5 separate regions of the Mus musculus genome follow, and all the other regions are linked to region 1. The links are chromatin contacts, called in public HiChIP or PLAC-seq and promoter capture Hi-C maps. All regions are on one chromosome and are shown on one strand. Each heading gives the region's core, a stretch centred on a gene start, on an enhancer-like site or on the middle of the called end of the contact. The rest is flanking DNA. Distances are from core to core; before and after follow the strand shown.

Evidence for each region. Promoter capture Hi-C pulls out the DNA fragments that hold promoters and counts their contacts. HiChIP or PLAC-seq counts read pairs in DNA pulled down with a chosen protein or histone mark.
Region 2: a promoter capture Hi-C map of hematopoietic stem and progenitor cells shows a contact between it and region 1. The contact joins the promoter of Slc35a5 here to the promoter of BC016579 in region 1. A contact is called at or near these places in 16 of 39 promoter capture datasets (the 3T3-L1 cell line, the C10 cell line, the HPC-7 cell line and 10 more), 1 of 484 Hi-C or Micro-C datasets (bone marrow-derived macrophages), 5 of 115 datasets of contacts at active chromatin or transcription factors (bone marrow-derived macrophages, embryonic stem cells, extraembryonic endoderm stem cells and 2 more) and 3 of 9 other capture datasets (adipose tissue, liver and macrophages).
Region 3: a contact with region 1 is called in an H3K4me3 HiChIP or PLAC-seq map of stem cell-derived neural progenitor cells, with 19 read pairs. The contact joins the enhancer-like site here to the promoter of BC016579 in region 1. A contact is called at or near these places in 5 of 39 promoter capture datasets (the C10 cell line, cranial neural crest, frontonasal cranial neural crest and 2 more), 3 of 484 Hi-C or Micro-C datasets (bone marrow-derived macrophages and embryonic stem cells), 7 of 115 datasets of contacts at active chromatin or transcription factors (DN3 thymocytes, the HPC-7 cell line, acute myeloid leukemia and 4 more) and 3 of 9 other capture datasets (embryonic stem cells, liver and macrophages).
Region 4: a contact with region 1 is called in a promoter capture Hi-C map of embryonic stem cells, with 3 times the contacts expected there. The contact joins the promoter of Plcxd2 here to the promoter of BC016579 in region 1. A contact is called at or near these places in 14 of 39 promoter capture datasets (the 3T3-L1 cell line, 3T3-L1-derived adipocytes, embryonic stem cells and 9 more), 5 of 115 datasets of contacts at active chromatin or transcription factors (bone marrow-derived macrophages, embryonic hindbrain, embryonic midbrain and 1 more) and 1 of 9 other capture datasets (macrophages).
Region 5: an HNF4G HiChIP or PLAC-seq map of pancreatic cancer cells shows a contact between it and region 1. The contact joins the enhancer-like site here to the promoter of BC016579 in region 1. A contact is called at or near these places in 6 of 39 promoter capture datasets (embryonic stem cells, liver, neutrophils and 1 more), 1 of 115 datasets of contacts at active chromatin or transcription factors (pancreatic cancer cells) and 1 of 9 other capture datasets (pancreatic islet).

What each region holds. Positions count from the first base shown.
Region 1 is chr16:45,650,656-45,656,569 of GRCm38.p6, forward strand. BC016579 (cDNA sequence, BC016579) reads right to left here and starts at 3,463. Exons shown (of 6, transcript NM_145389.2): 1 at 3,246-3,463. The coding sequence starts at 3,386. Tmprss7 (transmembrane serine protease 7) reads right to left here. Exons shown (of 18, transcript NM_172455.3): 18 at 5,662-5,914. The coding sequence ends at 5,753.
Region 2 is chr16:45,154,999-45,160,912 of GRCm38.p6, forward strand. It overlaps Slc35a5 (solute carrier family 35, member A5), which reads right to left and starts at 3,675. Exons shown (of 7, transcript NM_028756.4): 1 at 3,384-3,675; 2 at 2,463-2,648. The coding sequence starts at 2,628. Atg3 (autophagy related 3) reads left to right here and starts at 3,831. Exons shown (of 12, transcript NM_026402.3): 1 at 3,831-4,173. The coding sequence starts at 4,102.
Region 3 is chr16:45,186,718-45,192,631 of GRCm38.p6, forward strand. Atg3 (autophagy related 3) reads left to right here. Exons shown (of 12, transcript NM_026402.3): 12 at 943-1,821. The coding sequence ends at 1,024. Among named protein-coding and RNA genes, the nearest start is that of Atg3, 31 kb to the left of the region's middle. Within about 2 kb of position 3,649, at least 4 of the 459 cell types and tissues checked have an H3K27ac peak or open chromatin away from gene starts, as enhancers often do.
Region 4 is chr16:46,007,824-46,013,737 of GRCm38.p6, forward strand. Plcxd2 (phosphatidylinositol-specific phospholipase C, X domain containing 2) reads right to left here and starts at 2,590. Exons shown (of 4, transcript NM_001134480.1): 1 at 1,871-2,590. The coding sequence starts at 2,033.
Region 5 is chr16:45,965,724-45,971,637 of GRCm38.p6, forward strand. All of the region lies in intron 3 of Plcxd2 (phosphatidylinositol-specific phospholipase C, X domain containing 2), which reads right to left. Gm15638 (predicted gene 15638) reads left to right here. Exons shown (of 3, transcript NR_152226.1): 2 at 1,151-1,253; 3 at 2,914-5,647. Among named protein-coding and RNA genes, the nearest start is that of Gm15638, 23 kb to the left of the region's middle. Within about 2 kb of position 3,163, at least 73 of the 459 cell types and tissues checked have an H3K27ac peak or open chromatin away from gene starts, as enhancers often do. A contact at or near this core is called in liver and pancreatic cancer cells, where this site is marked.

The DNA.
Region 1 (5,914 bases), core at 2,213-4,712:
TAAACCTTGGTTCCCAATGAGCAGTCAATTTACTGATTTATTATTAACCAATACAATGATGATGTCATCACATAAGATATCTCTGGGATGCTGAGTAGGGGCCCTGTAATGAGCCTTTAAAGAAATTCAGTCTCACCCTATTACCTACAATTTCTTTTGCAATGTTTTGCCCAAGGGTATTAAGCTGTAGTAACAATAGACAAGGTGGTGTTCAATGGCTTACATTCCTTTCCCTCTACATTCCAATCCAGATTAAGAAAGAGAGACAAATTCTTCATATACTCTCCTTGCCCAACTTTTCCAAGCAGGAAGCTGCCTAAGTTGATGGGATGCTTATGATCTCAGTACCTTTCCCTCCCATTGTCTGTTCACCCATCCATCTGCAACTTACCCCCATACATCATTTAAATTACCTAATGGAATATATTTATTTGTAATACATAATTTGTAATTGAGGCAACTATAAATAAAATTATATAAATCTATAAATCGCGTCAAATATATTCACCTATACAGGAGAAAATTAATCAGGTGGGGCCAGCAAAATGGCTTAGCAGATAAAGGCCTCACAGCCAAACCTGACACCCTGAGTTTGATCCCTGGGATACACACAGTAGAAAAATAAACCTAACTCCAGCAGGTCATCTCCTGATACCTCAGGATGTACATCATGGCCCATGCGCACACCACACACACACACACACACACACACACACACACACACACAGAGAGAGAGAGAGAGAGAGAGAGAGAGAGAGAGAGAGAGAGAGAGAGGAGGAGGAAATCAAAGTAATGTTTTCTTAAAACTGATGAACAATGTAGACCTGAGACATTGAAAGTCATTGAGTCTGAACTTTAGAAGGCCCCACTGAGTGACCCTGAGCTGCTGGGCTGTATCTCTGGAGCTTCAGCTTCTTCAGTCAGCTATTTCATCTGTCAAACCAGAAAACTAGCACCCTCCTCTTCCACTTTTATCTGTGTCCCTATGACCTAACACTCTGAACAAAACTAACTTGGAGGGGTGGGGGAAGAAGGAAGGAAGGGCTTCCTTATTTGGCTTACACTTCTAGGTCAGAGGCCTTCCTTGAGGGAAGTCAGGGCAGGACCTCAAGGAGGAATCTGAAGCAGAATTTATGACGGAATGCTGTTAGCTAGCTTTCACACTGGCTCATGCTGAACCAGTTTTCTTATAGCCCAGGACTACCCGTCCAGGAATGATATCCCCAACAGTAGCCTGGATCCTCCCTTATCAATAGATAATCAAGACAATCCCTTACAAACATACCCACAGATCAACCTGATACAGTTACTCAACTGAGACTCTTGTCAGGTGATTTTTTGCTGTCTCAAGTTGACAGTTCATGCTAACTAGGGCAGCTCCTTCTACCCTTAATAATTAGCTGCATTGATGTGTTACACAGTTGCACATAGCAGCAATAGGTACAAAACATATGCTTTGGAAAGTGTATGGACTTAAATAAGAACAAAAGTCAGAACTATTATCACACAACTTAAGATGGGGACACAAAAATTTTAAGTATATAGACCATGTGCTTGTGCTAACCAGTCCTTACTGAATGAACGTCACTAACTGACCATTCATGTTGAAACACATTTCAACCTATTCTCTAGAGTCAGAGACTGATGAACATGCTAGGGAAGGGTTTGAGGTTTTGTCCTCTCTCTTCTCAGTAAAGTGCTACCATTCCAGTATTTCTAGAACGCTCTTCAGGTTCTCTACCCTCACCCCATTCTATCAGTTATTGAAATTTTCCTATTTAGACACCTACAACGCCAAATTACAAGGAAGTCTGGCACATCTACATACGTCTGACTAACAAGGAAGTCACTAGGACACTGAAGCCTATTCTTTACAAAGCAGGTGCTACGCAAATGTAAGATTCTGATACCTGGTATGGATTTGGCGTGTTCTCAACTGTTCTCTAGGGCTCTCAGGGCCTAAACGGAGCATATGGTATTAACATTGTTTCACATAAATGGAGCATATGACATTAAGATTGTTTCACAGCGTCTCTGGGCTCAAACACTTTTTCCCCCCTGGAGAATGTCTCAATCTTTGGGGATGTACTGGGCCTGACTAACTTGAGGTAAGTATTTCTAATTCTCCTGCCCAGGCTCTGCCCTGGAGAATCATACAGAAAGTTCCTGATTATGGCTTCTTGCACTGGCCTTCAGGCATTACCTTCCGATTTTCACTCATCTGTGGTCTTATTTCATACAAACAGAAGGTGCCAACTTAGACTCCAGGGTACTCATAAAATAAGGCATTGCCACACAGTGTTTTCAGGAATCACAGTGGACCAAGAGTAATGTTTTCGAGCTTTGAATTCTACTAAAGTCAGAACTTGAGCCCAAGAGGGATGGGGGTGGAGTGGGGTGAGAAAAACCAGGCTAAAACAATGCGTCCAGAAAATTGAGTGTGCCCAGTAAAACTCAAGTAAACCTTTGGAGTTGATGAGAAGACAGGTGGCTCAGCATTCAAACTCTCTGATGTTTTACAAGTATTTGATCTGTGAGTAATGTTATGATATCAGAGAAGGGTTCAACCTACACACCCTTAAGGACTTCCTCAGAGATGAAAAGACAGTGAGGCTAGTTCTTAGGTAGAACTTAGAAAGTATTTCCCTTGTACTAAGCTGGCAAGTTCACAACAGTTCACAACCCTCAGTCTGGACGCAGCAGCTCTTTCCTCCTCGTGTTCTTTGCCTGCTTTTCTTCTGGAGGAAGCAGTGGCCAAAGTGGGAGATAACAAAATGTGTTTGAAGGTGGGGGGAGGGCGCGGAGGACATAGGGCTGGTTAAAGGTAGGAGACAGTGGATTGCACGCCCCTAGAGGTGGTGGTGGGGTGCTGGAAGGGAGAAAGGGGAGAGAGAGAAAGCGGAGAAGCGAACGGGGAGAGAGACAATATGATTCAATCCATCACTCTATTTTTATTTGGGAAAGAAAAACAAGTTAAAAGTTACATAATTTTCAAACAGCACCTCTACCTCTAAGGCTTTGCTCTCCATTGAAAGGAGCAGCCACGCCCCTCTACAGGATTCCTGAAGTCTCTAGGCGAGGTCCGAGTCTCATAATGGAGGGGTCTGATCTAAGAAATTCCAAAAGTTCTTGCTTTCTTTAACCTCCCCTTCTTTGCGTGTCCTGGGCGCTGGAAGGACGCTTTGGAGCCTTTAAGTGGTGCCAGGCCCCTTCCCTGCTGTCACGCCAGAACCCTAAGTCCTTACCTGGGCTGGGCTAGGGTCCTCAGCGGAGTTAGGCTGGATCCGAAGGTCATTGTTGAGAGGTGTCAGCTCTTCCTGAGGCCCGTCCAGCATCGAGAGCTCCAGCTCTTCCCGGGGCGATTGGGATCTGGACCCTTCTTCCATGGCAGCGCCGAAGACGGAGGCTCCGCTGAGAGGCAAGACTCTAGCACCTAAGGGTGCAGAGTCCAGCACAGGGAGACTACTCAGCTCACACTCCACCCACCAGGCGCGGCAGGTAGACCTCGGGCGGCGCCAGATAGGCCTGCGGTGGCGGACCTGGAGGGGAGGGGCGAAGCCAGAGAGAGTGGAAGCACTCCGGCTTTGGTTAGCTGACCTTGCTCAGGAAAGGTAGATGCAAGTGGGACCGGCTGTTTTTCAGGTTTGTTCAGGGTGCTAGCTGCAATGCCTTTCCGTGTGGATGCAGACCGCAGAAGCTCACAGGGCCTGATTGCAAGCTGGACTGTGGCAAGGAAGGGATAGGCAGGGTTGGGTGGGGAGGGTGTTGGGGGACGGGGGAGGGTGCGGTTCCGGAAACTTTCCAGCCTTCTACCTGGACCAGTGTGATGCTGAAACTTACTCCAGTACTCACTGTCTAGCGAGGGCTCATCTACCAAATCAACAAACAGCTATGAATCATCTTCCGTGTGCCAGGCAGCATGCTTGATTCCGAACACACGAAGATGAATAATACACAGCCCCGAAGTAATTTTCATACACTACCTCTACCTCTATGGCTTTGCTCTCCATTGAAAGGAGCAGCCACGCCCCTCCTGATTCAGGCACAGGGGCAGTATCAGTATCCCTTAGACTAGTAAGGGCAATCGGCACTGTGTGAGTTCTTCATACGCTTGTGTTTCTCAGCACAGAAGACAGTGACTCGCAGAAGCAAAAATTCATAAACATTACTGATTTACTGATTATTGTTTATCTTTGAGAGGAGGGGTCATGAACACCGCACCTGAAGAAAAGGCCCATGTGTCAGGAAGCATACAATGCCTTCCACACCCCATGCACAGCTCAGAACTGGCTTAGTGAGCCGGGAATTACGTTTGCAAAGCAAAGTGTGTATTGGGTATTGGTCCAAAGATCTTGCCTCTAGCTAAACCTTCTTTTCAGAACCACCATCCTCTCCCCATTTCCTTCCTCTCACATAGATAGTTATTAAGACCAGTTTGAGGATTCCAGAAATATTTGGAAATATCTCTTTTCTTTGCAGTGCTAGGGGCTCAGCCCAGGTATATGGCCCTACCCCTGGGTTTTATCACCAGTCACCAGAGAGATGCTGTTATTGTGATGTTTATCCTTAATCCCAAAGAAAGTGTTTTTAGAAAATTGAACTAAGTACTATGAACTGGAAATACTCATTATCACAGGGTAGTCATAATTTGCCAATCACTTTTACTAATTTGGAAAATAACATTTCCTGTTCTCTGTCCTTTCAATTCTACTTTCTCTACAGTTCTGTGCAGTGCTCTGAGTCCTGTTTAATATAGTGTTACTATTTCTCCTTTGAAATTCTTTTTCATCCCATTTTACTTGTTTGGTGCTACGGTTAACTCTGCCCTCTGACAGGAAAAATACGGTTCTAATATGGAGTGAGACACTCTCTAAATTAAGATAAATCAAGAACTGGGATGGGCTGAGCAAGTACTATAGACTTACAGCTATTCAAACCATGCATTACGAGGCTTTGAGAACAAATTGAAATCTTGGCCCTTTAAATTTTACAAAAACAACCAGAAGCCAGGAGATAGCATACCTGAAAAGTTTGACTTTCAGAACACTCACCCAAAATGCATCTGGCCTTTCACTGCTGGCCACCTGTGTGACCAAGAGCTCAGAGGTATGCCTCAGTCCACCTCTTACCATTCTGCTTTCTGTCGCTTAGTGAAGATTGGAAACCCTGAGTTTTGTGTGGGGTGGGTCAGTTTCTTTGTAGGCAACATGATGCTGTGCACCCATGATCCATCTTGATGCCGACAGATCAAATTGCATTGGAAACCAACACATTTGCTACCTCCTCTGCCAGTTACTGAGTTTTGCTAAATTTCCATTTATGAGGTGCCTTTGTTTTGTGCATTGAGTTTTGTGATAATGCTGACAGTCAGGTATGGCTTCCCAGAGATATCTTACTATGTGCCATGTTTGTCTCAATCCTTGTAAATGTCTCTTCTTGCATTGGAACACAGAGGAAGAACACCTATCTCTCTAAGTTCTCACTTTATTTTAGAGACTTGGTTTGTGCCATTACTTTAGTTTTCTTCCATCCATGAGTCAGTAACATTTTGATATTTTTGAATTAATATCATTATATCCTTGGGGACTTTTATGGAATATATATTAATTTGTCTGCCTTACAATGAATATTAGTTATGTGCTCAATCTGACACTTTCAGTTGAAAAAATGATTAATTTTATTGATAATACTTACATTCTTTTTCAAGGATCTATCCTCATATAAGTCACAGTTAACAATCCATCTGTTACAGTTACAAAAGAGAAGGGACATACTTATGAATCCAGGGAACAAAGCTTGACACCCTTGTGTAGACACCAGGAAAATTGGGTCTTCCACATCCATGTCCCCAGCTAACAATGCCAGTCAGAATCCATTTTCCATCACTCTTTCTTCGACAAGACAAAGGTCCTCC
Region 2 (5,914 bases), core at 2,425-4,924, 500 kb before region 1:
TCCAAGCAACAAAGTAACTAAAACATGTGATCTTTTTGAGGGGGTGTGGAGGAGTCCCCACCTCTCTTCCCTTTTCCAACAGGCTTTCTCTTCCAGGGTACTTGCAAGCTCTGTGTGTACCACTTGAACTTCTGCCTCCTGTGATCCTCCTGCCTTCTCCCAAAGGCTTAGATTAAAAACCTTTCAAATGCATTCAACTCTGGCTCCCAGCTCTAATGGATTCTTAATGTTCAGCACACTGGCCTGGCACTTACTGTAACTCTTACTGCTCTGTCTTCTCATCTGCACAAGCTGCTACTCCCAAAATCTAAATATCAGTTCAAGAATAACTGAGATCTAAATTCTCCAACATTTAGTTTAAAGCTCACCAAATACACCTACAAGTAACTAGCTCCCTTTTACTCCTTTGCTAGGTGTTTTCTTTATGTGCATTTGTGCCAGTCACTGTTACACATTGTAGTAAACAGGGCATACATAATGGCCTCATGGAAGGTAATACCCTACGACTGTACGTTTTATTCAAGCTTGACCCAACTTACTTTTCCCACTAATAGTCCCTACTAAAACCACTATCAAAGTACTTGCAACTTGGACCAAAAAGATTTGAAATATCCAGTATTTTAACCAATTGCATATGTTTGTGTGTTTTGAATATTTCTTGACTCTATCACCTATATTCTGATAGCAGAGTCGGTTAGTCTTCATCACTTATGGCTTGACTTTCAATAATCTCCTATCTAACTAGCCTTCTTCCATTCTTCCAGTCTACTCTACTGACAAGCAGCTATAATCCTTCAAATGTTTATTTGCCCAGACCCTAGGCAGAACATCACCGATGGGTATATGAAGCCCTTGGCAATGTGTTCCTTCTCTCTCCAGCCAAATGCCCCTTTGTGATCCAACAACACTTTTAAAATGTTTTGCTCAATAATTCTCTCTCTCTCTCTTTGTTGGATTTTTTCAAGACAGGGTTTCTCTGTGTGTAGCCTTGGCTGTCCTGAAACTCGATCTGTAGCCCAGGGTGGCCTTGAATTCAGAGATCTGCCTGCCTCTGCCTCCCAAGTGCTGGGATTAAAGGTGTGAGCCACTATCACCTAATAACTCTTAACTACACGTTTTTCCCCAACTGTTTGTTCTTTTCCCTCTGTTCCTTTTTATAAGTTGCTGTCTTTGATTCCAATGCCCCACATCCCTGTTCTTCTGGCAAATCAACTGGCATCTAGATAGAAGTGGCCCTGCTTCCTATGTACTCTTTTTTCCTATGTACCAAACAAAAAGAGTACATAGGAAGCAGGGCCCACCATCCTCTCCCAGAGAGTACTTTTTCAGACTGTCTCTGCAGCTTGGACATAGTCTTTTTTATTCCATTTCTTTTAATAGACTTCTATAACATATTTACATGTTTATCTCTTCTAATAAACCAAGCTCTTAAGGATATCGTCTGTATGCACTATGAACTCTATGACTGTGACTAGGCCTCTGGTCTAGTGAGGAATTATCTCAATTAGATTAGCCTCTGAGCATGCCTGTAAGGGACTATGTAAATTAGCTTGAGGTAGGAAGAACCACCTTACCTTTGGGGAACAGCATTTCCTGGGCTAATATCTTAGACTAAATAAGAAAGTGAAAATGAGCTGGGTGTGACTTTTTAAAAAAAATTGAAAATATTTTTCCTGTAATATGTCAATGGATGGTAGAATTCTAGTTAGGTGGCAGAAGACTACAGTGGATGAAGTGTATTTAGCAGATCTGGGGAGTACATTTCAACTTTCTGGGATTATAGCTATCGTCAGTTTTGAGTTGCCATGTGGATGCTGGGAACTGAACCTACAGACTCGAGAAAACCAGCCAGTGTTCTTTGCTTCTGGGGTATCTCTTCTGCCCCAAGCATACTCTCTCTTCTTGCTTGATGCCTGTGGGTGCCATGTGAATAACTGCTACGAGAGCTTCCGCTACCATGACCTCTTTGCTTGGTGAACCCTACGCTCAGATAGTGAGCACAAAGAAACCCTTTCCTTAACCTGCTTTGGGCAAGTATTTTGTCAGAGCAATGAGGAAAGAAACTAATATGCTATTAAAACAGAGCCTAGGGCATGATATTAACTGAAGTCGAGACTTACATTCACAAGTAGGAGCCCAACTAGATAACTAAACAAATATATTGTATTTCCAAATAAGCTATAGTTGTATGTTTTACTAGAAATCCAGAAACACTTGTTGGGCATCTGGGTATAATCAGATGTTAGATACACTGTGCTTTACCTTGCACTTAAATGATCCAAATTTCATCCAGGGTTAAAAAAATGTTGCCAAGGAACACACAAGGTTAAAGTTTAAATTTTCAATACACTTTATCATGGACACAAAGCATAGTACTTTAAAAGGCATCACGTATAATTTATTCATAAGAACACCAGGCAAATGATTAAAAGCACCCCATACACATTTCCATTTTAACTCACCTTCATTGGCAGAGTATTTTACCAGTAAGATTCGACTTGAACTTAGAGTAATGAATATAATGCCTAGCAGGAATGTGTACAGCGTTGGTGGGCCTAACCCAGGGCGCCTGGAGCATTTTCTTTCCATTCCACGGGTTTTTAATTGCCTTAAGAAGATCACTTTCATGAGCAGCCCCGTCGGCAGACCTAAGGATTAAACACAATGCAAAGACTGAAGACTGTGAAGAATAGAAAAGGAAACCTGTAGAAGTCTGGCCACAACTACAGCAGACGGAAGACAGCCGAGGACAACAGAGAGGACTTAAAGGAAACAAACCATACTGCCAACATCTGATAGGAGAGGCAAGTCTCAAGACAGAGAGGGGATGGCCAGATTGGAAATAAGTTAGGAAATGTGTAACTGACAGTTTGGGACTGCAGAAAAGCAGTTTATTCGTATTAACTTTGGTCCACAAGGAATGAATTTTGGAATGGCCTTTCCTTTCAGAGCAGAAAAAGAGCTCACTGGGAACGATTCTTTTACAGAAGCGACCTCAGTGCAAATAGTTGAATCACAGCTAATGACTCTTAAGTGAACCAGGATGGGACCAGAAGGCTCATCTTGGGTCAGTGAGCCTAACTGGTCGGTCTTTCACGACAGATGGTCACGAAACTCCAGGCAGGGTAAATACTTGCCCAACGCGCACAGGTAGGATGGGAACATAGAGCCGTCAAGGGCCGCAGACACAGGCCCAAATCAGAGAGCAGGTGGGCACAAGCCAATGGACAGAAGGCCAATGGGTCAGCACTCCTCCCACCTCCACCAGGTTTCCCTCACTGTCAGGGAAACCCTCCCACACATGCGCAATAGGAATCGCGGGCGGCTCCCAAGCCCCTTAACACGCTCGAGCCACAACACTCAGCCCGCGAGGGCGCGGTTACCTCAGTCGCTCAGGGAAGGTTCTAGTGCAAGAACGGACATCATAGAGCCGACATAGTGACTGCCTAAGTTCGTAGTAGCAGCAGTAGGTTTTGAAGGCCCATTGGTGGGGAAACTATGAGCCGGGAGCAAAGGCGACAAAAAACAAAAAACAAAAACAAAAACAAACAAAAAACAATAAAAATCAACCCTTCTCACGCTGCCTTCCAGGGCTGGAATACAAAGCTAAGAGCCGCCCGCTAGGGAAGAGCAGCCTGAGCGGCCATTGCGCAGGCGCGCTCATTCCAGCGCTTCCGGGGGGCGGGCCGGAGGGAGCAGAGGCCGGCCGGTCCCGCCCCCGCGGGCCTCCTTTTGTCACGTGTCCTGGGAGAGTCGAGTCACGTGAGGCCTTAGGTGGCGGCGGGGCTGTTGGGAGAGTGTGAGAAGAGGAAGGGGAAGCCGGAAGGGGTGTTCAGTGGAGCTCCGGGGAAGAGAGACAGCTTGGAGAAGGCCGGGGGCTGCGCGCGCACCCGCCTCTCGCTCAGCCGGCTTGGGCCCTCTGCGGTGGCGGCCAGGTGACAGCTGGGCCGGGCCTCCGCGTGTCGCCGCCCCTCCCCCCCGGCCGGGCCGGTGCCGCTGCGAGGTTCGATGCCAGTCGGGCACGTCCGGGGCAGTTTTTGACTCCCCTGTGGCCCGGATTGCGACAGTCCCTCCGTGCCCTATCGCTGCTCCAGCCCCAGGATGCAGAATGTGATCAACACGGTGAAGGGAAAGGCTCTGGAAGTGGCCGAGTACCTGACCCCGGTCCTCAAGGTAAGCGGGGAGGGTCTGGCTTGCTCTGCCCTGGTTGCCCAAGTCCCGGTCCCCAGCGTGGACGGGGTGTAGAAGGTGGAGGGGCGAGTCGCGCGGCCGGGTGCTGCCTCTTGCCTTGGGCTCCTGGGCCAGTCCCAAGGCTTGCTGGCTTCCCCGCTTCCACTAGAGTGAAACTGGGTGCCTGCTGTCTCCACTGATCAGTGCCGCCTTGGAGTGCACGGCTAGGTGGTGCGGAGCAGAGGTACGAACGTTCTGACATCCATAGTCTTTTAAATAGGTAGACTGGGTTAACCTTTGAAAAGATGACAGCTTGGTGGCTAAACAGCATGCCACGTTTCCTTCCAAGTTTCATAGGAAGTTTTGCTTTTCGGGTGATCTAATTCCCAACTTGCTTAGGTTTCAGAGGAACATAGTAAACTGTGACATGTTAGTAACTCTGAGCCGAACTAGAGCGAAACTTGACGTTTCTCAAGCCTTTAAGGTAGCCGTAAGTGATTATTAATCTTGGACTTGAGTGATCCTACAGCAACAGTTCAGCACAGCCGATTGTATATTGTATAGATTGGAAACACTATTGACATTTTTAGGTGAAAGTTGTGATAGGTTAGCTGTTAGCACAGATTGGATTACTTGCTTTCAAAAGTAAAATTTCAGGGCTTCATTCAGAGCTTTCTTACACCTTCTAGGCTACATACGGTAACTTGATTTTGCTTTGTAAAAAGCAAGCAGTAAAAGAGAAACAGATAATTTTGCGTAGTTTTTGTTCTGTACTTAGCTTTCAGTTAGAATTTTACCAATCTTAGTGCAGGGGTGAAATCTGCTGATGGGCAGAGTAGGCTGTTCGATCTTTCCTTGGCAAGGGGGGAATGCTTTCCAATAATTATTACCAAAATACTTTTGGGCCAGGCGTTGGGGTTGCACACCTTTAATCCCAGCACTTGAGAGGTAGAGGCAGGCGGATTTCTGAGTTCAAGGCCAGCCTGGTCTACAGAGTGAGTTCCAGGACAGCCAGTGCTACACAGAGAAACCCTGTCTCGAAAAATACCAAAAAATAAAGTAAAATAAAATAAAATACTTTTGAAAAAAATACATTTTTGGATCAAGTTTGAAGAATCTGGAACAATTGCGAATGTTTCTTTTATATGTATACAGTGACAGTCATTTTAGTTAAGATTTACTCTTTTACTTAAGAATTGGAAAATAATTTCTACATTGACATCAAATGCTTCTTTTGTATGTTATACTTCCAGAATATTGTATCTGTGTAGATTCACAGTGTTTTAATAATGTACCATCAATTTAACTTTTAGTCTGAGGGAGAGATGAGCAAAACACTTCTCAATTAAATATAACATGGCTATCTTGTATAGCACTTGCATTTTGTTGAACTTGTAGAATAGTTCTCGAGGAATCAAAAATACATACACACACACACACACACACACACACACACACACACACACACACACACACACACACACACACTGTGTAGACTTAGTTGGTTTGGACCGCACTGTGTAGCTCAGACTAACCTTGAATTCTTAGAGATCCACCTTCCTCTGCCTCCCAAGTTCTGAGGTTAAAGTGTTTTGCCGACCTGCCTGGAGGCAATGTGTAGCATATGTTTTTAGTATAAAAGAGAATTAATGGCCCCTCCTTGTGACTCCTGTCACTCCTGTAAAGAGAATCCTTATAGATGAGGGAAGGGAAAGAGAAAAAGAGAGATAATCCAGAAAGAAAT
Region 3 (5,914 bases), core at 2,399-4,898, 460 kb before region 1:
ATGTCCAAGCAATTTGTCACACCTCTCCGAGATACGAGTATCCATATTAGGGGTTTTCAGAGCACTCACCGTGAGCGATGACATGCCAAGTAAACTGAATTAGTTGGACATAGGTTTGTATTGAATTTTGTGATTTATACCATTCAGTGAGAGACAGGGGTTACTCATACCTTAAATGTATGAAAACCTAACCTGTGTGTTGCTAATAACACATATTCTGCAGAGGCACTTTGGGTTTTTTTGTAATGGAAACAAACACTTTTTTTCCAGTCCAATAAGATTTATTTCTGGAATCTCAATGTACATTATCTTTCACATTTATCTCCATGCTAAAGGCTAGGTAGCAGCTTAGAGTGCTATAGGTGATTCATAATAATTTTCTTATTGAAAACTAAGTAAGCTTGCAATGTTTCTAGGTACAATAAAAGAAAATTTCACCATTTTATTAAATGAAAATGGTACAATATAGTCCATTCTATGGTTGTTAAATGCCCCTTATGAGTTTAGAATCCCTTATGAAGTGTTTGCATCTGATTTGTTTTTCATTTGCTACAGTGTTTGCATACTTGTTTCACTTTAAGTTCGTATAAATTCTAGAAAATTTGTAAGCAGTAAAGGGGCAAAGTAAATGAATGAGGTTTATACTTATCTGAATACATTAAAGACAACATTGCCTTATAAATATTGTAGTAATTCAACATATATGAACTTCTCATTTAGAAAGTTCAATTCAAATATTGCAGCAAATAGCTGCATCTTTAGATGTCAGATAGTCATCTTTAGAGCACCTCTCTTAAACAGATACAAATTTGCTTGGCTAGGTGACTTTTAATAGACTCTATAAGATTTTATCATAGTTCTGATAAATTAAAATTGATAATTATTATGGATTTAGATCAATACTGTTTACAAATCTTATTTTCCTTAGCCAAGGACATTCAGGTATCTTTTAATTTTTTTGAAATTTGTTCAAGCTGTCATTCCAACAATAGAATATGACTACACAAGACACTTCACAATGTAGTGGAGAGGCTATAGAGTCTATCCTAATTACTGCTTCTGATTTTTAAAGAATTAATACATAGCTGTGACCATTGACCATATTTACCAATAAGAATAATTTCTCTAATAATGGGATTATATGTTTATGCATTAAATAAAAACTGTTCTACTACCAGCCTTATTTGTTTAATAAAAATGTTTGTGAAGAGATGTTTTCATTTCCTGTCAGAAGGTTCTAGTAGGGTTTCCCCTGTCAGACGATGATTGCAGAGTCAGGGTGCTATTGAACATCTACCAGTGTCAGAACTAGCTCTAGAAAGTGTTCCATGCCAGCCTGTGTGTCTCTCCCTACTCCATTCCCAGCCTTGTCCTCTCCCTACATCTGCTCTGTGCTTGTAGTTCATGTTTCTGAAGTGCTAACTGTATGCCAAGAAACATGCTCAGAAACATTACCTGTTTCATGATTTATTGCCATCACCCAGATTACTTCTTATTAACGATATGGGGATGTTTTTCTTAACATGATTGTCAGTAGAATAGTGGGACTTGAAGGGGAATCTTTGCTTGTATTGTGTCAGTTCATAGATCTGAAAATGGGAGTTTAAAAAGCAGATTTTTCTGAAACATACTTTAAGCTGTGGAGGAGAATCCTGATCTTTGGTTTTGTTTTTTTATTTGTTTTTAACCTTTGCCTAAAATCCCTGTTATGCCTCTCAGTCTCCATATTAGTCTGTGTCAAGTGTGATATCTTCCCTTGTCTTCCATTTTGTTTACATCATCTAAGAATATCCCTCTTAATTAAAAACTTTTGAAAATGTCATACACATATGCCACATATATTGATTTGACTTCCCTTCCATACCTCGCTTTAATTTCCCACCCTACTCCAGGACCCTTCAACCTGTCTTTATCCCAAATTCACGTCTTCACTGTCATCTTTATTATTAATAACCCTGAATCCAGTTAGTACTGGCCATACTTGAATAGATGTAGGCCACCCTCTGGGGCATGGGCATCCTGTTAACTGGCCATAAGAAATGTAACCGTCTCACACCAGTCAGTAACTGAATAGCTCTGCTGAAAGGATCGAGGCCGTAGACCTTCCCTAGCCTCACTCAAGTTTCCACTGACTTGACATTGTGCCTGTCTTGTGTAAGCAAACATAGAAATTACGAGGTGATTTTACGAGGCGTCAGCCATGTCATATCTAAAAGACAGCATTTCACAGCTATACTTAGCATCTTCCAGGTTTTAACATTCTTTTCTTCCATGATGTCTCCAGAGCCTTGGTTGGGGGTGGTTGGTATAGATGACTCACAGCTGAGCATTCAGTCTCTTGTTCTCTCCATTAACAGCTGCCCAGTGTAAGAAGTTTCTTTGACCAAGGTTCAAAGCAGCATATATCTATGGGTCTAAACATAAATATTAGTTAGGAGGCTTGACTACTTAACTATTTACTGAAAGACTGTCAGTAAGTTACCTTGCACACCCAAGGCCTGTGATCTTTCCCCACTCATGGGCTTTTAACCAGGTTTAGTGTATCAGACCTCAAACCCAGCTAGAAAGCTTGTTTCTCCCCCTAATGCCATTGTCATGTCAGTGAGTACAGTGCTCCTGGCAGGTTAGTAGTGTAGCAAGTCCATGGATGCCCTTTCTCTGGCAGTAGCAAGCCTTTCCAATACTATGAAACCTAGCTAGCGGGGAGAAGGTGTCCTGGTCAGTTTGAGATTAGTTTCTCAGTGTATGGAAACCAGAGTGTGCTGTCTTCAGAAATAGGGTTTTACTATTATGGTGTGCAACAAAGAACATTGTTAGCAACAAGTTGTTTTAGATGCCTCAAGGCCTCCCTGACTAGTAACTCATAAGGGGGGTATCCTTAGATTTTTATTAACTCAGGTCTTCTGAGAGCAATATTTTCCATCTTTGCAGGGTACTTCTGCCCAACCCCCCCCCATCCCTCTGTTTTCTGTTTTAATTAGCTTATGAACTAGTGAGTTTCCATAAGGCTTTATACATTCTTGATTTCATTAACCCATCTCCAACCCTCTGATTTCTTTTATCCCCCTGCTCTCATCCTCACTTAAACCTTGAACCCCAGATCCCTGCTTCTGCTCTTTTATGCTACCAGTGTTTTTATGCCCCCTGCTTTTTAAAGTTGCAAAGCATGCAAGATCATAGGATTCCATCTAGCTTTTTCACTGCAGGCTTTTGGTGAAGCCTTCTCCCACCCCATCCATGTTTGAACCTTTCTATCTTCAGTATTCCTACTCCACTTACATTTTATCTCTGTTTCATTATCTTACCTTAATGCTTCTACTCCCAATGGTCTGTTGTAATTACCTGGCACAACTCCGAGATAAACATGAGTCAAGGCTGGAATCCACCTAAGAGAGAACATGCAGTATTTGTCTTTTTGATCCTCGGCACCTTAAGTGTATTTTTTTTTTCTGTTTAATCAAATAACCTGCAATTTGAATGATTCTATTTACTCTGAAACTGGTAGAGGCTTCATCTTGTAGGTAGAGAGAGAACTTTCTGTATAGGACTCCCAAATGTTGGAAGTAAAGTTGAAAATTGACAAGGACCTCATAATTAGATGGCTCCTGTACAACCAAGGAAACTCTTTCGTCAGAGTGAACACCACACCCAGAATTGAAGAAAACCTGTTAACTATAGATACAACAGAAGATATTCTAGTGTCTAGAATATACAAAGAACTGAAGTATCGAAACATGAAGAAACAACCTAATTAAAAAAATTGTGTGGGGCTAGATAAATGGCTTACGTTAGGATTACAAATGGCTTTTAAACACTTAAAAAATGTTCAACATCCGAGGCTTCAGGGAAATGCAGATAAAAATTACTTTAAGATTCTGTTTCACCACAGTCAGAATACAAATGACAGCAAGTATTGGCATTGATGTGGGGAAAATAACACTGTTATATATTCTTGGTGGAAATGTAAAACTTGTGTAGCTACCTTGGGAATCAAATTGGAGATTTCTCAAAAAATGAAATAGAAATACCATATGACTCAGTTCTACAACCCTTGGTAAATGTCTTAGGGTTTTATTGCTTTGAAGAGACACCATGGATATGGTAAGTGGTGCTGACTTCCAGTTGGAGGTTTAATCTATTATCTTCATGGCAGGAAGAATGGCAGTGGCAGGCCCACATAGCTCAGAGGAGCTAAGAGTTTCACACCCTGTTCAGGCAGTAGAAGGAGACTGTCACTGCTTGTAGCTTGAGCATACTCTTCCTCCAACAAGGCCACACCAAGTCCATCAAGGCCATACCTATTCAGACCACTACAGTAAGGACATCAAAGGATTTTACATCCCGAGTTAGAGATAACTTGCTCATCCAGGTTCATTGTTGCTCTCTTCCTTGCCTAGGAAATGGGATCTGTCAAGACTAGCTGCTGAATGCATGAGAGATGTACATAGACACAATAGATGCTACTCATGGATGAGAAATGTGCATTTCACAGTGGATATTACTCAACTGTAAAGAAAAATGAAATCTTGCCTTTAGTGCCTTTGCTTGCTCTTTAAATTGCCATTCAGATCTTATTAAAAAAGAAAAGTCCATAATGAAGATAATGATTTAGTGGGCATAATATGATGCTTGCTATAATAATGCAGTCAAGACGTAAGTATGGTAGCCACTATCTTCATCCAGCCTGTAGGGCAGTCTCCCTTTTCTTTGAACCTTTTTTAAAGTTAACAAGAACCAGGTTTCATTATGGCATTTATCCCTCATACACATTGCTCTGTTCTCTGCAGATTAAGTCTTTCTTAACTTTCCAGACTGATTTTACTGGAGAATTTTTATTTTAATGCTTTCATTTTAATACCCTTATGGTAAGTTATATGTAATATTAGATGTTATTGGCCTGTTTTCTCCCAGTTAAGTCAGTTTTCATGAGAAAGTAGATACCTTCAATTCCTTCTCCTTTCTGTTTTAGGTAAATAGCTGGTCATATTTATCTTAGAAAGCACTAGGTGTGGGCGCATGTGCACTAACACACACACACACACACACACCACACGCACACACACACTAGTTTCTTTGATACCTTCAGAGCTTAATGGTAGAAATTTTATCCAGCATCCTCAGTTTTCAGCTTGTCTGATGTTTTCAGTGAATAGTCTGAGGTAAAAAATTTTGAAGACTACCACAATAGGGATTTGAGAGGCTACCACAACAGTAGTGTGTCTGCCCTTTGCTCTATGTCAGGTAGGTCCTTTTAATTGCACTCTTAGTGGTGAGCATTATTAGATTGAGTCTGAACTTTTAAAACATTTCAGAGGTCATGAAGGGAGAGGGGTCATCAGGAGAGGAACTGATCTTTGCTTCTGGAGAAAGGAGTTTCAAAGAACATGGTCTATGTTAAAAGCACCGTCACACCTGATAGACCTTGGGGGACCTACTTTTAGTTACCACAAATACTCAGCTTATAGTTATACATACAAAACCAGTATTTGGCATTCTTTCATGGCTCTTGCCTGAAATACTGATTACTGTGACGTTTTAATGGTATATTCATGTTTTTCACCTCACCCTACTGCCTGATTTACTGTAATAAATCTAGGAATTGGGTAGTGTGAGCCTGCCAGCTTTTTACTTTAAACAGTTGTTTTTGGCAATTTTGCTTTTACATGTAAATTTTAGGATACACCTGTATATACAGTGGTTTTGCTGGAGTTTGGGTAGAAAATGCATTGAGTCTATAGACCAAGCAAGAGAGACTTGAAACAAAGCAATCTTCAAATCTGGAAGTGTAGCATTTTATAATATTTTGACTTTTTTTATCTTTCATATATTTGGCTTGACATAGTTTTGTGGGATTTGGGTATGATTTTATCTTTTTTTGTCATTTCTGATTCCACTGTTTTATTCTTATGTATGG
Region 4 (5,914 bases), core at 1,340-3,839, 360 kb after region 1:
GGATGGAAGGTTGTAAATGGATAGTTCTTGAATGTGTATTTCCAGTTCTGACATGACATACCTACATATGTCTCTCTCTTTCCTGGAAAGAAGACATTTCATGATAAAAATACAGCATGTATTGGGGAGATGGGACTACCATTTTCTCTTTCTGCTTATCAGGAGAATTTTGCTTTATAAAGCAAGGTCAACGAATGTCTGAGTGCTTCGTAGAGCTCATACTGAGTTTCAGGTATGGCAATGGGTCTCAAGAATTTTGTTTCATCTAGAAATCCTAGTGCCTGAAATATACTATAGATCAAAAACAAACACCCAGATCCTTTGTAGAGTCCAGCCAGAACTCACAGCCCAGTGGAGCTGCAGTTTGAACTGTCCAAAGTACCAGGAAGGAGGGAGCACAGCCTACCCGGACATGCCGTGGATGACAGGGTCATTTAGGGCCTGCCTTAGATGCCATTCTGTTTGCAAACATGAACTACCTGCCATATCACTCAGCAAAATAATTCCATCGGAGAGCCCGAAGGCAAATGACTCATGTTAGAAGTGTCCCATGCATCGTTTGGCAGTGACTCCATAGGCATCAATTAAACATGGAGGAGACATGTTCTGAAGCATGGCCATCTGGCATTTCCCCAGGAACTGTAGTTAAGGGCCAGTAAGACAGAAGGGACTTGTAGCTGTAACAAAATCTTTCAATCTTTCTCTTGTTTAACAGCAGTTAGGGCCCATGAGGACAGTGAACCTGGAAGAGCTCCAAGAGAGGTGAGCAAGGCAAACAAAAACAAACCAAAACAAAAACCTCCCAAAACCCAAAACAACAACAACAACAAAAAACCCCAAACCTCTCTGTCCCATGCATAGAAAGCAGATGGAGGTGTCTTGAGGTCATCTTTTAAGGCAGAAGAGAAAAGCAAGTAGGTCCAGGGAATGCATGTGGGCTTGTCTGAGAGTCTAAACTTTAATTGCTATGTCCCCAAGCAAGAGAAAGAACTGGTCCACCGCTTGCTCCCTGAGTGCTTCTTAAGTACCAGCATTGTAGGATTTCACCCACCTCACCAACCTGAGCTCAGTGTGGTCTAAACATCCTGCCCAAGATAACTATGTTTTAGCAAGCCTTTCAGTGGAAAGATCAACCAATTGCCCGAGAGCACTGTCAAGCTTTGAAGCCTCTGGCAGAGGAATGCAGCAAGAACAGAGGTGCTTCTCAAGGCTCCAGTTCTACATCAGCTAGGCAGACACCTGTGTATATATAGACAAAGCTTCAAACACCGTCACTTCATCACACCTAATGACTGCCTGTGAGGACAGACTGCATCCTCTATTTCTGGCATTTCCAACAACAAAACTATGTGCCTTGATGCCCAGCCTAGAATCTGAACCTATTTTCTAACACTTATCTGATTTTTGTTTTCAAGAAAGGTCAGATAAATGAGAAAAATATTCTTTTCAGCTTCAATGTTGACCCAGAGCTAAGATTGTTAAGGACTTTCTACCCATTATTCTTGATCTCTCCCCCTTTCCCTTAAATGATTCAAGTCAGCGAGCCTTTCACATACCCAGGCCTCTGCATCAAGATGGTTAACATTCTTAGACTGAGGCCGTATGGTGTAAACAAAATAAAAACAACAAAACAACAGCGCAGTGATTCCATTCTCTCAACTGTCCCTTTTGCCAGTGATGCAGTCGGCTTGACTGACTCTCTTTACAGCAGCTACCTTCCTGTTAAGTTTTTTTTTTTTTTTTTTAATTTGGAAATAAAAAGAGATCACTGACAATTGTTTTTCAACACAACAGAAAACAACCAACCCACTAGCAAACACTAAAATGGCAGCATTAAACACAGTGCGAACAAGTAGTTATAGACGAATACCTGGGATTGCCAGATTGGAAAGGGGGACGTTGTGGAGGTGAGCGGGGAGCGAGGCCATCCAGTCGGCATTGCAGACCTCCGAGGCTGTCTTTGTCCCGCTGGGATTGGGAGAGCAGATGGTACCCATCCTGAGTTTCCTTCTGGCCTTTCTAAATGCAAGCATCCCTGTCGTCCACGATTTAGACAGGCTCAGTCTAGTGCCACTCACTCTGTGGTCATCACCGCTCGGGGCTCTCTAAACATTTCAGAGCACATGGGTCACGCCAGTCTTTTCAAGATCCTTTTCTAGCTGGGAGATGGGTCAAATAGGTGCTCCCCTGCCTGCTGCTCCCGCAGTCCCCACCCTCTTCGCCTTGCCACTGAGATCCACTCCTTTAATCTCCTCAGTCCCTGGTCAGTTAAACTTCTTAGTTCCCCTCTGGAGACGGGGGAGGCAGGCCCGAAGATACAAACCTTCCTGAAACCCACAACATCCAGGAACAGCCACACCCGGAGCTACTCACACGACAGGTGCCCACAGGGCATAGAGACGTGCCAGCGGGCTGCACACACGTGCGCACCCGGGTTGCACCATCTCTTGTTCATGGGTGCTTCCGTGGGTTTCCCCGGGCTGGTACACAGGCTGGGCCTGCCTGCACCCCCGCCCCCTGGCTTCTCTGCCCACTGCCCTGTGCTTTTCTGAAGGGCTCTCAGAAGAGTAACCGGCAGCCCCGGGACTCTGGCGGCCCCGCCCCGCACTGCCGGGCAGATTTGCCAGACTAGGCGAGCTGTGATTGGTCGTTGGCGGGATTCTCTCTGATTGGACAACGCTCTGAGGGCCCGCCCCTACATCGCGCTCCCACGCCTCCCCTGCTTCTTAGCTCCTCCCCTCTCCACTCCAGCGGGGTAGCGAGTGGACAGGTCGGGCTGCGGCCTGCTGCTCCGGAAGGGGAGATGTGCACCGTGGCCGGCTGTCCTCAGATTGATCTTTTTCTTGTAGATCTCTGACGCGACCTCAAAGGTTTCTCCTCTCTCCCTCGGCCTTACTCTCACTGCGGTGAAAATTACCCAGAAACGCGCTACTTTTTTTTTTTTTTTTTTTCAAACCACCGTAGCAGCAGAAACAGGAGAGCTAGAGAGGCCAGAGAAAGGTGCTGCTGCGGCTCCTATTTAGATGGCAGCATCAAAGCAGGTTTGTGTTTGAAACAATGCAAACTGACAGTTCTCCTGCACAGTCCGCTGAAACTGGCCAGTGCCATTATTTCCGTTTCACAGAGGAGGAGATAATGGTGCTTTGGGTTCCTGTTGCTGTTGTTTGAAACCTTTTGAATTATTTGTCTCACCTGCTCCTCACAGCATTACCACAAGACTCAGAGTTGCTGATACACTTCCTCGAATGGATGAAACAGCCTGAGGCAGGTCACGTGGTGGCAGTCTGTGCAAAGTTCATTTTGAAATGAGGTTCCCTAACTCGGTCTGTAGAACACAGACCCACTTCTCTGCTTCCTGAACTGTTCCCACTTCAAATAGTATTCAAATGTAGTACAGAGTTTTATAATCCGATATTGTTAGTTAAAATTTGTAGTTAGATTTATATATTTCTTGTATGCGTTTTTCTGTGAGAACATGCATGTGTGCAGTTCAGAGGACAGATTACTCCAGTTCTCTCCTTCCTTGAGACCGTCCCCGGGGCTCAGATCGTCAAGTTTGGCAGTAAGCACCTTTACTCACTGAGCCACCTCCAAGATCTGACCTGCATACTTTGCAAAAAATAAAAATAAAATAAAATAAATAATAAAAAAATACTATTTTGGCAAACAGATAATTTTATTTAAAAAATTTTAAATTAAGGTAGCCTTTTATAGCAAGAAGGACCCTAGAGACTCAGGAGGGCCTTAGGGGAAAAGAGAACAGTGGCCAGAACTCTTAAAACTCCTGGAGTTTATGTATAAAACCCTAGGGCAGCTGTCGTTTAATCACCAGATGACCTCCATTTTACCCCTGTATCCCAGGCTACCTGTCTTAGTTAGGGTTTCCGTTGCTGTAAAAAGACACCAAGTCCAAGGCAACTCTCATAAAAGACATTTAACTGGGGTTGGATTACTGGTTCTGAGGTTCAGTCCATTATCCTCATAGCAGGAAGCATGGCAGGCCCTGGAAGAGCTGAGGGTTCTACATGTTGTTCCAAAGGCAAAACACAGGTGAAGACTGGCAAACCCCACCCCCATAGTGACACACTTCCTCTATCAAGGTCACTCCTACTCCAACAAGGCCACACCTCCTAATAGTGTCATTCCCTGGGCCAACCATATTCAAAAGACCACATTCTACTTTCTGGCTCCCATAGGCTTGTTAAAACACATGAGTCTATGGGGGCTACAGCTGGCCAGAGTATAATGAAAAATACATTGAGTTCAACTTCAAAAGTCCCCATAATCTACAGCAGTCTCAACAATGTTAAAAGTCCCAAGCTCAAAGACTCTTCTGTGATTCATCCAATCATTTAACTGTAATTTCCTACAAAATCAAAGTCAAAAGGCAGATCACATGCTTTCAACATCACGGGATGTATATTACCATCCCAAAACATTACAATGAGTGAATACTGGACCAAAGCAAGACCAAAAACCAGAGCTGTGTGTTTTCAGAAAACACTTCCTAGAAGATTTCACCTCAGTGATGCTGGTCAAGTTCTCCGTAAAAAGCCTTTGTTTCCCCTTTCTAGACTGTGGTTTCATTCCAGATTAAAAGTCCAAAGGAAAAAAATAACAAAGTAATAAAAAGCCTAACATGCTATAGCTATTCCTTCCTCAACACTAAATGGATAAACAACAAACTTAGCTGGATGGGGTCTTGCCCCAAAGTCACCACCCACTTAATATGTTTATCTTCCTGAACACAGGGCTCAGCTTCATTTTACTTCCTGGTGCCCCGTTAATGCTAGAACCATACATTATGTCTTTTTTTTTCCTTTGTCAGCTTGCTCCTTTTCATCAAAATGTTCCTCATAACAGTGAATTTTAATAACCACACAACAGAGTTTATACCAGGCTGTTTTGAGATTTCTCTTGTTGATGCAAATAATTTAAATCTCTTCACTTTGCTTCATGCAGACTCTTCAGACAAGAGCAAAGCACCCAGATTATTCACCAAAATATCATGCACACACACACAGACACACACACACACACACACACACACACACACACACAAATAGTCTCTAGAACACACACTAACATTCTTTTCTTTGAACTTTTTGAGCCTGGTGGCCACAGTTCAAACCATCCTCAGCAACAATGTCTTCTATTTCCCTACGAGGGTGGCCCATTAGGTCCCACTTAAAGCATTCTACTGTTTTCCAAAACCCCAAATCCACATTCCTCCAAAAAAACATGGTCAGGAGCTATCACAGCAATTCCCCAGTCTCTGGTACCAAGTTCTCTCTCAGTTAGGGTTTTCAATGCTGTAAAGAGACACCAAGACCAAGGTAACTCTTATAAAGGACAACATTTAATTGGGGCTGGCTTAGTGCTTCTGAGGTTCAATCCATTATCCTAATAGTGGGAAGCAGAGCAGTATCCAGGCAGTCAGGGTCCTGGAGGAGCTGGGAGTTCTACATCTCATTCTGAAGGAAAACATGAGAAGACTGGCAAGACACACCCCAGTGACACACGTCCTCCAACAAGGCCAAAACTCCTAATAGTGTCACTTCTTGGGCCAAGCATATTCAAATCACCACACTACCTTTCACCAGCTGTAGCTGTTGGTGCACATTCCTGCCTTTTGACATCCACATCTCAGGTTTTAGGCTATTTTTTAATATTCACTAAAAACAGCTTCACTGCATAAAATTACTAAGCTTCCATGGAGTGTTGTTTGACATATCATTAAAGGAAGTATATACTATTTATCTTGTATCTTCTGGTATTTAAAGAACATATACCTCTTTTTAATGATACCAGAAGATATTATCAAAATGTCACATAGCTGTTTTTGACTCAACAAAAATCTTCCCATAAGATAAAAGTCCCTTATTGGATCAATGTCTCAAGATTTGTTTTGGAA
Region 5 (5,914 bases), core at 1,913-4,412, 310 kb after region 1:
TTGGATAAAAATCAAGGGTTTATTTATATTTAGTTTTATAAGAAACTGCCAGAGCTTTCCTCGAGGGGGCCACCCCACTTTACAGTTGCAACAACAGAACAGGAAAGCTCCGGACCGTTAAAGTTCTCCCTAAAAATTGGTCCCATTACTGTTGTGAAATCTAGTCATTCTAAAATAAGTGTGGCCACTCATGCATGTCTGTGATCCTAGCCTATGGAAGATTGAAGCAGAAGGATTGCTGGGAATACAGACTGGATTTGTGTGCCCTTTTCTTGCAAGTATCCATGTATTCATCACTTTAACAATTCTTCCACCTACTTTTTAATCATTTTTTATTATTTTCCAGTTTTGTATTTGTTCTCTGAGAGTTTCACACAATATGGCTTGATATTATTCCTTCTTTCTTCTTTTAAATGTTAAGTTTTAGAAACATTTTTACATCTGGGATACTAGCCTTTTGTCAGATATATTTGGCAGACATTTCTTTTACCTTGTATTTTTCTCAACAAAATATTTTGATAAGCCTGGATTTCTTAATTTTGATGGAGTGCAATTTGTTATCTTTTTTCTTTAAAAAGATTTATTTATGTGGCTATGTCCTTATGGGGGCATGTACATGTGTATGTATGCATGTGTGTGTGTGTGTGTGTGACCTCATGGTGGTATGTGCATGTGTGTGCAGAGGTGTTCACAGAATCTAGAAGAGGGAGTTGGATCCCCTGGAGCTGAAGTTATAGGCTGAGAGCTGAACTTGTGTCTTCGGCTTAGCCACCTCTCCAGTGAGTGCTCGTAACTCCCGCCATCCCTCCAATCCCCCATCATTTTTTTTTTTTAAATTTCTGTGATTTGCTTAAGAAACACATTCACTTCCAATTCACAAAGATTTCCTTCCTTCCACAGTTCCTTCTGAAAGCTTCAGCGGATTCACCTTTATCTTACTTTTTAAAAACTACCAGTTAATTTTTTTTACAAAAGGCCAGGGTTCACTTTCCACAGAGATAGTTATCCTCGTACTGCTCATGGCTCTTTAGTAGATTAATATTTAATCAGCTGTCTCTTGAATACAGTTGCTGGGGTTATTTGATAAACAGAAGACTTCCGGTGTGTCAGAGGCTCAGAGCTCATGATGTAAATAACACTTTCATTCCAGTGTGACCTACGTGTGAGGAGCCACAGAGGAAGAGAAGAACCATCAAGGCTACTGGCTATCTTGTAACAGTAAACACAGCTCACGAAATACCCAGCAAAGGAAGGTAGAAACTGGCCTACAGTTGATTATTGCACGTCTAGGAATCCCTTGGGTTGGATTTGCTCTAGCTAACATCCATGGTCCGTCCCTCTCTTCTGTTACTCTCTGGCTCTCCCCGCACCCCATTTCTATCCTCCACTGAAGCTTGATGTACCCTCATTTCGTAGTCTTCTAGAAAAAGTGATGTTAAGACCTCAGCTCTTCTCTCAGTCAGCAGAGACTTCACTGCCATGAGTTGAAATAGTCTTATTGATCAAATCACTTTTTTAGAAAAAAATTGTATTAGCTGGTTGTGGTACAAAAGTCCTTCTACTTTTAGTTGGGACGCTTGATGATCTTAACTGACTACAATTCCTTGTCTGTCAGCTACTCTTCCCTGTGAAACAGGATCAATCAGAAAGATAGTATATGGAAAGTGTTCAGAGCAATGGCTGCTTAGAGCAGTGTCGTGTATTTGGCAAAGGAAAGGTATCATAAAGGAAAGAGTAAAGAGGTCGAAAGAGAAACATTTGGGGGAGTAGGGATAGGAAACCTCTTATATATCCACACAACGAAGTTGTGAAGTTGGGAAGCGGGGTTGAAGAACACAGAACTCTCAGACAAAGGCCAAAATTTCCCATCCGTCCCACGTGAAAGACACAGTAGTAGTGAGCTTGTAACATTTAGGATTCAAAGGATCCCTGGCCAGAACCTATGTTTGGAGATCCTGCGCCACCTGCTGGTCATTCTGGGGGAATGATACTTGCCAGGTAGAGGCAGCCCCGACCCTTTGCAGACTATAAATCCATACTTTCCAGATTAAGTGGTGAAGAAAAGCTCATCTCAGAGACCTCAAGGACATGTGCAGGGACACCCGATTGTCCAGAGGACTGTGTTAGCTCACTTACTCTGTCATAACAGCATATACACTGTTGACTTCAAAGAACTGGAGTTATTTTCCCCTGTTCTAGAGGCTACAAGTCAAGGTTGAGATGCTATTGGGCTGGGTTTTTTCTGAAGCCCTTATTCTCTATTGCAGGAGATTTCCTCCTCCTCATGCCCTCCCCTCAGCAACCTATGTGTCATTTTCTCTGTATGCACACACATATTCCTGTAGTCTCTTGCCTTTTGCGTGCTTTTGGAGATCTTATTACATTTTCAAAGATGACCTTGACTGTCCCCTCCTCTGCATGGATGCTGGGATTGCAGGCTTACACTGTCTTGCTTCTCTTCTATTGTCTCTGGGTTTAAGTTTCCTTTGGACTTCAATGTGAGTAGATTAGAACCCACCGTAATAGCCTTTTAACTTAATTCTCTCTTTAAAATGCAATGTCTCTAAATGTACTCACCTTAACTTGAGGGAGGGGCTCAGTACATAGCTCTGGGTGGCCTTGAACTCGCAAAGATCTGTCTGCCTCTGCCACTGGAGTGCTAGGTCTAAAGGTATGCACCACTAAACCTGGTTGAATTATTATTTTAATATTATTATTTTAAAACTGGTTAATTTGAAGAGAGGGGACATAATTCAATGACATTAGTAGGGACCCTACAGGTTTCAACTCCAGGCCTCCTGACTGCATTCTGACTCACTGCGAGCCTTTTGGATCAGGTGTTTTCCAGTCTGAGGAAAGCTACAACAGAAATCCAGGCTGAATTGTCTATATATGTTTGTGGCTTTCTTCCAGGGTGATGAACCAACGTGAACAAGAGACTCTCATGTTCCAAGTGGATCTGAAAGTTGGGAATTAGCTTCCTACCAAGGAAACTACCTGGTCCCCAGTAGGAAGACACACTGGATCTTCCCTGGCTTTGAGCTGTTGATCAGTGCTCGGAATCAGCTATGTAGCATCCCTGTTCAGTTAGCCAGTACAGACAGCCTTCAGGGCGCTGGTGCTCAGGGGGAGAGCCCACGATTATTCAGTTGTGAAATGACAGTCATGTGATTTGCTGGCACTTGGGAACAGACTCCTAACCACAGCCACGTTCCTGCTCCACTGATGTGTAGGCACAGGAATGTAGGATCACACTCCTAATATTCCCATGACCAGAAACAGTGAGGATGCCAAGAGAGCTACTCATTTGAGGGACACATTCTCACTACCAGCTGGGAGACATTGCCTTTGCGCTCATCTTCTTGACCATTAAACAGAGAGGCATCATTCATTGGCAGCAAGACTAAGAAAGCAGGACATGAGACTAGTGAGAGTGTGGATTACCAGCTGTAACTAGTGTGAACTGACTAGATCCAGGGACTACTAACTCAATCACGGGGGCCTAGAAACACTAGGAAATTAAGCTTAGACATTCTTTCTGCTCACAGCAGTGCCCAGCACTACACAGACGGAAGCCCGGCAGACCTGACAGGCTCTTGGCTCTCACAGGGGCTGTAATCTTAGTTGTAATCTGTGATGCTGGATCATTTAGCTTCCCTGAATACTGTCGTATATTAGGACCCACAAGGGGCCTTACATGGCATGCCCCTTCTCCACGTCAAAACACTGGCCCGGATTTAAGAATCAAATAAAAGCATTTGCAAAAGGGTGCCTTTTATTCAGAATAAAGGACCTATCCTTCGTGTGAAATAGCCTCTTTGGCGGCCCACACAGACTTGCAGTGGACTGGTCTTCACTCAGGTATAGAAATGTTCATGTTAGATTTTGCTAAAAGACTATGGGGCAAAGGCTACAGGAGTCCTCTGTGTCTCTCCATCTGCCTCTTCCCAGGTACTCTTTCTGTTTTTCTGAACATACAGAAAACTTCACTTTTACTGAATGAGTAAGTAACATTAAGCTACAAAGAATGAAGAAAATGGAATAGGAACTTGAACATATATTTTTAAAAAAACGCATAATTCTAGGTCCTTTTAAGAGATATCACACTGAATTAAGGTTGATTGTTTGATTTGATTTGATTTCATTTGGTTCGCTTGTTAGCTCACACTTAGAATCCCAACACTCTTGAAGACTGAGTCAGGAGGACTGCAAGCAGTCAGTTTGAGGCCAGCCTGGGCTACAGACAGGGTTTCACTCTACCATACCCTTGTTCCCAAAGAGTGTTAGCATCTAGCCTAGTCATAGCTTCTCCTGGCTTTGAACTCACAATCCCTTGCCTCAGCCTTCCAACTGCTGGGGATTGCAGGTGTGCAGCACCATGGCCAGCTGAACACAGTTAATTTCGTTAAGACTTTGAAGGGCTGCGTGGAAATGAGCCCATCTTCAGTCCATGGTTGACATTATCAGGAGTTCTCAGCACAAAGCAAGAACACTGTTCTTGCTTGCCTTTAAAACACCTGACTAAGCACATGGCTATTATATGAAACCATGTTTCTCAAACTCAGAACCAAATGAGTGTGACTAGGCATGTGACTGGGCATGTAACTGACTAGACATGTGACAGACTGGTCATGTGACTGGGCATGTGACTGTCGTGTGACTGGGCATGTGACTGTCATGTGACTGGGCATGTGACTGACTGGGCATGTGGATGACTGACTGGGCATGTAACTGACTGGTCATGTGACTGTCATGTAAATGGTCATGTGACTGACGGACTGGGCATATGACTGGGCATGTAACTGGACATGTGATGTGACTAAACACACCTTTCATTATTCAAATTCTAGTCACTACCTAGAACTCAAGAACTAAACAGATACTTGTAAATATCTTTTTTAAAAAACCTAAATACATGTCTCTTCAACTTGTTTTACAAAGGATAGCCTACTGAAAAGTGAATTTATAATATCCCTCTACATACATATTTGTCATATACATATATACACATATACATTATACACATACATGTACAAATATGTATACACATACACACTTATACACATAAACAATCTACATATATACCCAAATGTTCATATACATGTAATATGCTTTCTTGCCATCCTCTATCCATCATTCACTGGTGCCCAGGACGAAGAATATCATCTCATACAAAATAACTGGATCATCCTCGTTTATACGTATATCAGACCTAATCCTAGCCCAAGTATTTGAGGCTGTGGCATGGTACTCAAGACTCAATCATGGTCATGAAAGAAGAAAGAACAAACTCCTGGAGGACCATCCCACCGTCCCTAGCATGAAGCATGACAAACTTTATTTAGTGCTTTTTAACAGTGATTATCCCAGTCAGCTGTGTGGGCAGTAAGAGGATCACCATGGGTGTGTGTCAACAACAACAAAAAAAGCCACTGGGTGACATTGGCTCAGAGTACTTGTCATAGTATCAAAATATAGTGAATATTTATGGAATAGTGCAAACATTTTAATAAAGTATCAAAGGATTCTTAGAGTGCTATTCCTATACTACCCCTAGAATCCACAGCTTTACAAAATGGTGTGTTTTATGTTTTTGTAATTCTCAAAGTTTTACTGTTGTTTATTCAGAATAAAATCAATTTAAATGTTTGTGTGTGTGTGTGTGTGTGTGTGTGTGTGAGATGTGTGTGCAGATATAGTTGTGTGTAGGTACATGTGTATGTACTTGTGTGGGAGGCCAGAAGACAACCATGGCTCTCATTCTTTAGATATAATCCATTTGGTTTTAGAGAGTCTCTTGCTGGCCTGGAACTTGCCAATTAAGTTAGGTTTGTCAGACAGTTAGCCTCAGGCACCCAGCTGTCTCTACTTCTCTACTTGTTGGTTTCTGGGATCACGTGGGCTCACTGTGCTC